2 separate regions of the Rattus norvegicus genome follow, and region 1 is linked to region 2. Evidence: chromatin contacts called from public Hi-C data. All regions are on one chromosome and are shown on one strand. The core of a region is the stretch at or near the end of the contact, and the rest is flanking DNA. Distances in the headings are between cores, read along the strand shown. Region 1 overlaps Baalc (BAALC binder of MAP3K1 and KLF4). Region 2 holds the start of Baalc (BAALC binder of MAP3K1 and KLF4).

The links. A called contact is a pair of places that touch in the nucleus more often than the background predicts.
Region 1: a Hi-C map of frontal cortex shows a contact between it and region 2, with 2.3 times the contacts expected there. The contact joins the enhancer-like site here to the promoter of Baalc in region 2. A contact is called at or near these places in 2 of 12 Hi-C or Micro-C datasets (Schwann cells and frontal cortex).

Annotation. Positions count from the first base shown.
Region 1 is chr7:71,848,897-71,854,680 of GRCr8, forward strand. The region is part of intron 1 of Baalc (BAALC binder of MAP3K1 and KLF4); the gene reads left to right. Among named protein-coding and RNA genes, the nearest start is that of Baalc, 48 kb to the left of the region's middle. Within about 2 kb of position 1,750, at least 4 of the 93 cell types and tissues checked have an H3K27ac peak or open chromatin away from gene starts, as enhancers often do.
Region 2 is chr7:71,799,635-71,805,809 of GRCr8, forward strand. Baalc (BAALC binder of MAP3K1 and KLF4) reads left to right here and starts at 4,267. Exons shown (of 3, transcript NM_144762.3): 1 at 4,267-4,721. The coding sequence starts at 4,562.

The sequences.
Region 1 (5,784 bases), core at 500-2,999, 47 kb after region 2:
TTTTTAGATTTCCTTCCCATGAGTTACCCAGGTTTTTCAACCCAGAAGCAAGTATGTGTTCATTCTAGCAAACAAAAATGCTGTCCCTTTAAAGGCTGGAGGGGACAAAGAGCTTATGCCCATGCATGTAAATACCTTTGGTTTGACCTCTGACACAGAAGAATGACTTAATAGGATCGTGTTCCTCTCCCTTGAACACCAAAGCTCGCTCTGAGAGGGGCACAGCAAGAGAAAGAGGCAGATTCACAGTTCTAGAGGCCAAATCTAGGATCAAGCCATTGGTTGTATACTGGAGGCCTGCTCTGGAGGGATGAGGCCCTCTCGATGACCTCACAGGGTAGAAGGATCAATGAGGCTGAACACCATATCCTCACAGGGCCGGAGAGGGATACGGCCTTCTGTGGGGTAGAACCCTGATCATCACGCTCCCGGGGCCCCCATATCTTAACACCACAGCAGGGATGAAGTTTCAACCCGACTTTTGGACAATCCAAAACACCCGTGCAAGCCATTTCAGTCATTGTCAAAAAAGAAAGAGTGTTTAGGAGGTGTGGTCTCCAGAACTGGGAGAATTTCCGTTCTTTATAAAGTTCCCCCTCTCATGCCTTTTGTTATAACAACACAAGCCAAGACCAGGGAAGGGCATCTTTCACATTAATATTAGCGCTAGGAACCAAAATGTCAGTTTCAGGAGTGAGACGGTGCTGTTATGAATCCGCCTCTCTCTAGCTTCTCTTTTGTTACACAATGTTGGCTCTTCTAGCCTTTCAACTGGACCAGATGCTTGAAGGTCAGGCTCTCTGTGTCTCACCTGAGAGCATCTCTACCCAACACCCCTTTCCATCACAGACTCAGGCTGTGGTGAGTAGAAGGGATGGCTCAGGTGACTCTCACCTGCTCCATTCCCAAGCCTTTCTGTCAGTAGGTGTCAGGATCCCAGCAAGTCTCACGGGCAACAGGGAAATGGCCAGGAAGAGAGTGACGTGTAGGATGAAACGCAGGTCAGCGCTGCTTCAGCGGGTGCCAGGTCAAAACCTTCCAGGGTCTGACCAAGGAGTTTATTTATCCTACATATTTAAGCACAGTAAAACTTTGGAAGAATGTTTTCACATATCAACTATGCAAAGTACATGGGACGTCCTTCATAAGAATGTGTTCCAGTCTCTGAGAGACCAGGTTCAGGATTATGGTCTAAATAACGCTCAGAATTTGGGGGGATTCAGGAAGGCTGGCTGTAGAATAGCCAAAAAAAAATCTTTAGGTTGTCAGACAGACTCCACAGAATCCACTCCAGCCTTCCTGGTAAAAAGGGATCAGTCATTCTCTTCCTTTAAAGAAAAAGAAGCCTTCATGTATAACAATTCTGTATTTTCTAGAACTTTCTGTGAGCTGTGTCCTTCAAGTAAGACTCAGGGTATCTTTGCTGAACTGCAGTGAGGGCTTTGGAGAACTGTCGTCACTACAAAGCTCTGACAGTCATGAGAGCATGTCCTATGGCACAGTCCATCAGTGGACACCCAGCACAAGCTGGGGCTTCGGGGAGGATCTGGAAAAGCCTGACCTTACTGTACCTAGTCTACACTCAAATGCCAGCCTTCGTGGGAACCCCCGGGAGCCACAGGAGGCCGCAGAGGAGCAAGGGCCAGCCGCTGGATGGTGCTGGCAGGCTTTCACCTTGTCCTGGTCCACCGTCTATGAGAGGTTTCCCAGTAACTCTCTGAGACCAGCTGGAGATTCAGAGCAGCCCGCATGGTTCATGTTTGTACCCCAGTTCTTTGCAATTGTGGCTGTTTGGTAAATCAAGAAGAAAAAAAAATCCGTGTACCTAACAGCTTCTACTTTCCACAGTAAGGTTCCCACGCTGGCAGCCTGATCACGGGCCAGGACTCCTTCAAACATTTCCTGAGTATATATGCCTCATACACCAGGCATACATACACAAGACAGGTATTGTCTTTGGTTGTTTCTGGATAGCATGCCAGGCAGCCATGAGATGAATCATCCAACAGTTATAACTATCCAAAGAGGAAGGGTAATGCTGTGGAAGGAAGTGGGGAGCCAGCCCTGCACAGGAAAACCTTGAAGAAGCCAGACTTAAGCAGAGATGGAGAAGGCAGAAGGCTGTGGGGAGGGCATCTGAGTAGAAGAGTCTGTATTGTAAGGGCTGTGGGTGGCTTCAGAGGTCCCATGAGCCTAGAGTGGAGAAGACAGGGAAACAGGGACTAAACCCACCAGGGCAGAAAAGGTACAAGAACTCATAAAGAACTTTGCAGGTATGCAGGGTGTGGGATCTATACCCAGAAGTACTGAGAAGCTTCAGAAGGGCTGGGCTGGGTGACTGACAGCTCTCATTCATTGTTCTGACTGCCTAGGAGAGTATGGGTTCAGAGCCATTGTTCCTTCTCTTCTTAGTTTCTCTTCCCAGCTTGCTGAGCTGCCTTGGAATCATTTCCTACCTCAGAGCAGGAAGTCATTGTCCTGCCTGGAGTAGAGGTTTACCAGGGTCACCTGCATGCACTTGTGGCCGAGAGCTGTGGGGTATGACAGTAAGCCTGGCAGAGGCTTCCTGGAATTACATTTAATCTGCCATCGTAGCAGGAGGCTGATTTCCTAGGTCTAGGAGGAGGAAACAAACCAAGGTAGCTTATTAAACCATCCTCACTGGGTAGCCTGCAGTGCGATTTTCTCGATTCTGAAAGAAAGCTAATTGGATCCAAAAGATCTATAATGACCCAGAAGACTAAGACATTGGAACTGTGGCTATGTTTATTTTTGTATGTATACATGTATGTCTGTGCACTGAATGTTTGCAGGAACACACACTGGAGGGCATCAGATCCCCAGAACTGGACTTATGGGTGTCTGTGAGTGACATGGTATCACGTGGCTGCTGGGAACAGAACCCTAGCCTCAGCACAAGCAATGAGTGCCATTAATCACCAAGCCACCTCTCCCACCCTGAGGTCGTTACCTTCAAGGTAACAAACAAAACCCATTTATATAGATGACATAGTACATCTCATTATTGCCTAACCCTGGGAAAGGAGTTTTTAAAAATCATTTTTTATTTCATAACTGAAAAGATGTAGAAATGTCTTTATTAATTATTTCATTTATTTACATCCCAAATATTGCCACCCTCCGCTCACAGAGTTCTTCCCCCCATGTCCCTTCCTCTTTGCCTCTGAGAGCATGACCCCCACCCCATGGCATCCTCCCTCCTTGGGACATCAGGTCTCTGCAGGATTAGATGTATCCTCTCACACTGAGGCCAGACAAGCCAGTTCTATGCTACATATGTGCCCAGGACCTTGCTGCAGCCCATGTGTGATCTTTGGTTGGTGGTTTAGTCTCTGGGAGCTCCCAGGAATCCAGAATCCAGGTTAGTCGACACTGTTGGTCTTCTTAATATGTAGAAATGTTATAATGACCCCCCTCCCATTTGCTATCCAGAAAGAAAGAACCATCACCTCGTTGGATATCCTCCTGGTCAATTTTCCGTGGACCAGAAGAATTAACCAATGACGGCGCAGTGTCCAGCAGACTCTTCCAAAATAAAAGCTGCCAATCACTTGTACTCACACTCTGCCTGCTCTCCCATTCCTCACTATGTGATGTCTATCCATCTACTTCATACTTTCACATTGTTGTATAGAAGCTGGTCAGTGGTCGTGCACACCTTTAATCCCAACACTCAGGAGGCAGAGGCAGGCAGATCTCTGTGAGTTCAATGCCAGCTTGGTCTACAGAGTGAGCTCCAGAACAGCCAGGGCTACACAGAGAAACCCTGTCTCAATACACAAAACAAAAGAAAGATGTTGTATATAATCCCACAGAACTGCAGTACAATTCATCCAGTGATTTTCCAATGACGGCAATATTGGCTGCGTTTACTGTGGTAGCATGAAGAGTGTCCTCAGCAGGACTCTGTATTGTGAGAGGTTTCTGAAGTAGAGGTGAGGGCAGAAGTTGCTGATTCATAATGGAGTGCTCCTTAAACTTGAATAGATGGTGCTATGGGCACCACAAAGGCATTCTAGCCTACCTCCCACCATGAGTACACGCTAGAGAGCTTGTTAACACACAGCCCTTTAGCAATGGGATTGACAGGTTTCCTAACCTTTGCATCTGATTGGTAGGAAAGGATACGCTGGGGGTTTTTCCAATACTTTATTATTTAGTAAGTGTTGGTGATCCATAAATTCCCAATTGAATTCCAGAAGGTACCGGGCTGAGGTGGACGGTTCACACAGCCCAGTGAGGCACAGTGTGAGACACATGGCAGGTGTCTAATACACTCACTAGAGGATGCAGTCCTTTGGGTGAGTTTAAATTTTCAAAACTTAAAACAATTCAACTGGTCAAAGCTTCTTAATTTTCATTGACCTAACTATATATTTTTTTTAGATTCAATAAAGAAAAACCATGTGATTTCTAATGTCTGTCTCAGAGAACGATTTATTAGCAACTTTAGAATGCAGTTGTTCTAAGTCCAGAAAATGTCAAGGAATAAAAATGCAACCAGTACGTCAGCTATCACTTTCTTAAAGGGCCAGCCATTCCTAAAACAGTTGAACCAAGAGATAAAAGGAAACACAGCGCCTTTGTCTGTCTTGGCTGCTAAAACAAAACAACCCCACAGCAGGTAGTTTATAAATAGAAAGTTTCTACTTGCAGGTCTAGAGGGGAGAAGCCCCAGACAGAGGCAGCAGCAGATTCATTATCTGATGAAGACTTAGTCCCCATTTCCTGCTGATGCTTCCTTACATGTCCAAAGGGGACAAGTGACTTCTTCAAACTTTTGTGAGATGGCACAGGTTTTATCCATGAGGGAAGGGTCCACATGATAATCTCCTTGTAAAGGTCACAGCTTTATCACTATTGTACAGGAAATTAGCTTTCAGCACAGGATTTATGAGGGATACCAGCATTCTACATAGCAGAGTTTAAAACTATGAAAGACTCTGAGGGGTAAGCCTTGAGGCTTTGGTGATTCCAGATACCTTTAGATTAGTCCAAGGGAGTCACCCGCAGGGAATGTTTAAGTCCTTTACTGATTAGTTCTATTGGCTTTGTAGTAAGAGGACAGGCCACGAGCAGGACACCATGTCTGTACATGTTCAGAAGTAAAACTAGATTAAGAGATACAGGTGAGTTACACCCCCTCATCCCAGCAGAATCAGGTCCTTGGGACCTCAGCTAAGGTGGTGGGGCCCTGGAGCCTAAGAAAATGAGATCCAAATAAGCTTCACAGAAGAGGAAAAGACATATGGGCGCAGGATGCATTGCCTTTTAAGTGCTTCTTCCCTTCTTCTTAGAGACCATTTTGTATTGTCGGACTTCCTTGGACACTCCAGCTGCCAAATACCCACACAGACTTATTGCATTTATTATAGCTTAGGCCTAGTGTATGATAGCTCCCAGCTAGCTTATCTAACTTCATTTACCCGACTACTCTACTCCTTGTCTGCCATGTGGGCCTTTACCTGTCCACAACCCACCTCCTCCATGTCCACTGGCGAATAGAGACCCTCTCTTAACCAGGAAGTCCCGTCTTCCCTTTCCTGTCAAGCTATTGGCCACCAGCTCTTTATTAAACCAATCAGCAGGTGAGGGAGGTGTTTACAGAATATGATACAGATGCTGACAATACCGAAGTCCGGCCAATTCTCTGCAAGTACAGAATTAACAACAAAATAATACAAAAACAACCTTCACACAGCGCACTCCAACAATTGTGTCAACACCCCTTCAGATTATCCACTTTTCCAACAAAATTCAACC
Region 2 (6,175 bases), core at 3,017-5,516:
TTAACCACTCAGTACTCGATTTAATACTCAAATTTCACGCATACGAATAAACATTCTGTGCCAGCCTCAGATGCCTTCCCCACTCCCTCCCTCCTCTCTCTCTCCTTCCCTCTATTTCCTTCTTTTCTAGGCTTTTATAACAAAGAACAATCTCATTTTTCTCTTGCAATTTCCTTGTTTTAGTTTCCTTTCTTCATACTCCATGTCTGTCCCAGAATCTACCTCACCCTCTACCTGCATCCCAGGTGTACGGTTCCCTTCCTGGGAGGGGCAGTCAAAGGCCAGCCGTGCAGGAGCCAGCTCCTGTCAACCAACACTGAGTGATTTTTTTTTTTCTCCAGAAGTAGGAGCTGAATCGGCGTTATGCTTTTGGGTTGCTAATTTTGTCTTCCCTTTCCTCATAACTAAATTATACTTTGTAGATCAACAAGAAGCCATCTGCTACCAAGTCTGAGGCCCTGGAAGGGTGTTCAGCGGAAAGTGCTTTCAGCTGTGAGTGAGGGCCTAGGGCCGCAGTCCCTGCATGCTCCCTGAATCTGGAGCAGGGGAGGGCAGCATTAGCAGAGGCTGGGAACTCAGAACCAACAGCAAATACTGGGCACACATGTGTGGAGAGAGAATGTATACCGGCCCAGAAACAGTGCTGCTGTCGCTCCCGGCTTGGACCACCTCTTCGCTATACTTCTTCTGAGGGCAGATCCGGAAAGGGAGGCTAGGTTCCTGCTGAGCTGTCTCTGCTGTTTTGATTGTCTGCCACGCCAAAGGTCTCCTTACTGTTTGTGACAGTTGAACAGAGCCCAGTTGTGCAAGGCCAGAGACATGAGACTTTAGTGGAAGAAGGGCTTTATGCCCTAAAGGCTCATTTGGGTTTCCATGGAAACAAGCCAGAGGTGGTACTCACCAGCTGGGGTCTTAAAGCCATAGATATCTTATTTAGAGGCTCCCATCACATAACAAGTATTCTTCAGAAAAAAACATTATGAATTTTTATGCCTGCATGTATGTCTATGCACCATTTGTATGCCTGGTTCCCAGGACAGAAGGTTGTGAGCCACCATGTAGTTACTGGGAATTGAACTCAGGACCTCTGGAAGAGCAGCCAGTGCTCTTAACCACTAAGCCATCTCTCCAGTCTCTTCAGCAATAATTTTGAACACAAAATTTACTTCATTGCTCTGAGGACATTGATAAAGTTTTTAAAATTCCCAGCTGCAGCCCTTCACACTTTAGAATTTTCCTCCTCCTCCTCTTCTTTTTCTTCTTGTGAAATAGCATCTCAATGTATAGCAGGCTGGCCTCCATTTTGCCATGTAGCTGAGAATGCAGAGAGCGGGTCTTGAACACTGTGCACCTGCCTCCACCTCTTGAGGGCTAAGCTTACAGGAATGAACCACCTGGCCCAGGGCTGGGGATTGAACCCAGTGCTTCATGCTAAGCAAATACCAATAGAGCTAGTCTAGCTACAGAAGCCTTCTCCCTCCACCCTCCCCCTCCTTCTCCCCTTCCATGGTTCTTCCCTTCCCTCCCTCCCTCTCTCCCCCTCCCTCCCTCCCTCCCTCCCTCCCTCCCTCCTTCTTTCCTTCAATTTTGTGGAAAATGATGGCTAATTCATGATAGTCAGGTTAAAGATTCTGAACAGGGACCAGCATGGTAGCCCAACACCTTTAATCCCAGCACTCAAGAGGCAGAAGCAGGCAGATCTCTGTGAGTTTGAGGCAAGTCTGGTCTACAGACCTAATTCCAAGACAGTCAGAGAAACTCTCTTTCGAAAAACTAAAAATTAATTAATAAATAAATAAATAGGAAAAAGAAAGAAAAGATTCTGAACACATACTTTATGATAATTTGTGACATTTACTAGATTTTACATGGTTACCCTTAATTTATTAAAATGTATTACTAAAGGTTTGAGAGAAAATTTAGTCACAACTAGAGAGAGGTCTGGCTGAGAAGTCAGCTCTGCAGGGATAGTGTTTCACAAAGTACCTAGTCTCCTCCTCTTCCCTCCCCTCTCTGTCTGTCTCTGTCTCTCTCTTCTTTCCTTCCTTCTTCCTTCCTTCTTTCCTTCCTTCCTTCTTTCCTTCCTTCCTTTCTCTCTCTCTTTCTTTCTCCCTTTCAACAGGGTCTCACATGGCCCAGGATGCTGACCTTGAACTCCCCTGGTACCTGTGGGTGACCTTGAACCGATATCATCCAGTCTTCATCTCCCAAGTACTTTGATTGCACGCATGCGCCACCCCACCTGGCTTCACGTGGCGTTAGCATTATGCATGCTAACCAAGGATTTTAGCAGCCAAGCCTTGGGCTTCCTTATTTGTCTTATTTGAGACAAGTGCTCGCTATGTAGTCCGGGCTAGCCTGTGGCCCTCCATCTTCTTCCTTTAGCCTCCCGAAGCTTATAGGAATGCAGTGTAGTGCCTGACTCCACAAGTCTTTCTCAGCTATTTGGTGAACACAAGGACAGCTTGTCTGTTCTCTAAGTTTCATGGGACAAACACTCTCTGAATCTTTGGTATTAAATATCAACAAGAAGAGAATCCTTGGAAATACAGAACTTTGCCCATTGGGTAATTATGTAGGAATGGCATAGGAAATAAAATTTCCTTTTCTTTGCAGGAAGCTCAGCAGTAATACTATCAGAAGGGAAGGGAAAAGGAAATTGTTGTGTGTCTTGTCCCATGAGGGCACCGAGAGTGGCACAGAGTGCTTTCCACACACTGGGCATTCATTCTAAGTTCTTTACGGATACTCACACAACTGATTTCTGCACTTACGGTCACTGGAGGGATGTTCCAGGTCCAAATGATGGCAGGGCAGGTGTTTACAAAGCGTGGACACGCTGGGTCAAGGGAGATTCGTATTCAGGCATTGTAACGGTGAAAGATTTCCTCGTGCTACTTAGAATGGTAAACGGTTGTACTCTGAATTGTTTAGTGCCTATGATCTTTTCGGACTTTGACTGCGGCCAGCTAAACAAAAGGAAAGTAAAAGCGAAAAGAACAGCTGCCTCTCCACTCATCTGTCATCCCTGGAGCTTTGCACCCGCTGGACACCTCCAGTCCTCTCCTCCTCCGAAACTGGCCATCCTCTCATCTCCAAATGCTTGCCGAACTACGCTGGCCTCTCTGTCATTCATTCTCCACCTGCCTTTTGAGGGACGGTTTCCTCGAGCTGATCTGACTGATAACGCTGGTAAGAGATGGAGCTTAAAGCCTTCCCTTGCTCTCTGGCCTGTACAGTTACAATAAACCCAACCTGACCTCCCTTCCTTTGGTCTTTCCCCATTGTCCTTCTCTACCTCATCTCACGCTCACGTAGTTCTCCCCTCTGCTCTGCCTCAGTTCCAGGGCCTTCTTTTGATTTTCTCGAACCTTCCAACTCAAAGCACTTCTGTTCTGGCCACTTGTCAGGTGTTGTCATTGCTGGGGAAGTGAAGAGAACACGGGCTCTGTTAGAGCCCGAGAGGGGCTCTCCCTCTGAGACAGGGTTCTTTTTTCTTTTTTCAACATCACCATCAATTTGATAAGGGAGACTGAGCACAGGACCTCATGAAGAAGACCCAATTCTTTTTATACCAAATTATTCAAGGGAGGGAACAAAACCTGTCAGAAGCCCTCTACTTTGCTACAGGCTGTAGGAGTCACCCATCCCAGGCAACTGCACATCTTCTGCCTCAGGCAGAGAAGAGGTTTCAGAATCCTGCTAGGGCAGCCCAGGCCTTGTCTGGAGTCTCCAAGTCTACTTTCTGTCTTATAAACTCTGGTAGTGCCTGCCACAGGGACCTGCATTCTTTATCCTGAACTGTAGTCAACACAGAAGGGTGCTTTGTTCCTATCCAGTAGTCATTCCCTGGAGTCCTCGCTGCTGCGTGGTCCTGCTGGTAACAGAATTCGGAATACGATGAAGTTGCAGACCTGGCAGGAGTGTTAGTGGCAAGCGTCTAAGTGCAGTCTGAAATCATGGGCCCTGCTTTCTAGTCGTAAGCAGGTACTGCCACTAACTTAACTTTCGGTGGCCACTCTGCTTCCTCTTTGCTAGTGCCGTTCATCCATTGCTTTTAGAACAAGTGGCCAGAAACCTTGGGGGTGGGGGGCTTCTGATCTATCCAGAACGGAAAGATGACTTTGTAGAAGGGTGGATGGGTAGATGGATGACTAGATCAGTGGGCCGATGCATGGGTGGACAGATGATGGGTGGATGGGACCCCAGGAGGTCGCCTGAAGACTGAAGAGGGACCCCTGAAATTCTTCCCACCACCTGTCTGCTACTCTGTAGCACAGCCTCTGCGAGAACAGTTAAGGAGGGACTGGCGGCTGGGCGGTGGGAGAGGCGAGGTAGAGGGGAGCTGGGGAAGGAGAGCGGAGAGGAGGAGGGCCTTGGAGGCAGAGAGGAGGGGCGGCAGGTTCCCGGGGAGCCTGGCGCTGGCAGCGGCTCTGGCGGTTAGGGGACCAATGTCGCTGCCGCCGCCTCCTCCTCGAGGGCCGGAGCTGCGTCGCCCGGGCTGAGCCGCAGCCGCAGCCGCAAGCCGAACGGCCGCTGGGCGCGCCCGCAACACGGGAGGATGGGCTGCGGCGGGAGCCGAGCCGATGCCATCGAGCCCCGCTACTATGAGAGCTGGACCCGGGAGACCGAGTCCACCTGGCTCACCTACACCGACTCGGACGCGCTGCCCAGCGCCGCAGCCACGGACAGCGGCCCCGAGGCGGGCGGCCTGCACGCGGGTGAGTGAGCCCAGCGCCCGCGAGGCCCGGCTACCTGCAGCGAGCCGAAGCTGCAGGGGAGCCTGGGGTAGCCAGGAACCCTATGGCGTGCCGGTGGGTGGGGTGACAGAGACAGAGAGGGACAGAGTAGGACCTGCCGGCTGACCAGCTGGCAGCCTCAAGCCCAGGAAGCCAGGTCAAGGAGAGCAGCTTCCCAGAGGACTGAGCTAACCCTTTGCGTCCCTGCAACACAACACCTCTGCCTACCAGTGTATATGCATTGGCCCCGGGGGATGAGTGGGTGGGTGGGAGGACAGTCCACTTCACCCACAAACCTCAGCTCACCCCACGTTTCCCACCTGACCCGGTGGTCTTTACCCAGCTTTGGTCTAGCTTCCTCTCTGGCCATCTGTGTACTCAATCGGGTGATTCTCCATCTCCTGGGTGGGCCACTTGTTCTCACACCTTTGGTGTGTGAACAAGAATCTTGAGCAGTATCGCCTGGGTGGGATCTTGACTCCTCCCCCATCCCTCCTGTTGGGAATGAGCTCCACTGCTGGCCTTCAAAATCCTAAGCTAGCCCAGGATTCAACACATGCCTGCCTATCACCAGCTCTGCCCTGGAGCCCACTTTCCAAGCAGTTACATCCCAGTAAAGGACTTACCTCCTTATCCCAATATGCTCGGAAGCTTTACATGAAGCAAGGCATAGAAGATTTTGACTCTAAATACTCTTGCCTAGGTCAATCCTTGGTCAGCAGTAATCTGACAAGGATTTGCAGAGAACTTTCTGGTTTAGTCACAAGTCAGGATTTGATTTTAAATCAGACACAAAACTATTGCAGATACTGTTGAATTAGATTGACCTTTGACCCTATATGTGTTGGTGGCTTCGGAAGAAAAAAAAAAGAACCTCACCACTTCTTACCCAGACCAATATTTATGTTTTTAAAGTTCTAACTATTGCTTGATCCCATCATGTAGGCATTACATTAATGTCAGGAATAGATATCTCCATCTTTGGTACCAATGTTTGCTTGTTTTATGTTTATTTTGTAAGGACACCAACTATGGCTATATTGTCCAGATTGGCCTTGAACTCCTGGGCTCAAGTATTCTTCCTTTTTCAAGCCCCCCCCCCCCCCCCCAGGAATGGTGAGGCATTAGCCTCCCCTGCTTGCTTGGAAAACTGTGGTAACGCTGAATTTATTTTAAAATTGTTTAACTCCCAGTGAGCATGATGGTTATTTTGTGCTGCTGCTAGGCTGGTATCCTGGTATCCAGCGGGTTCCCGAATAATGTGCTGGTTGACTTGAGTGTCAGAGGAGGATAAGACAGGAGCCTCTGAAGGCTTTGTAAATGTTAGCTGTGACAGCATTTCCAAGAAAGTGTCATACTTCTCTGCGGGGTCCAAGGCCAGGCAGTACTGCAAGGAAATGAGGTGGGAAAGATTCAGCATGAAAAACAACCAATGC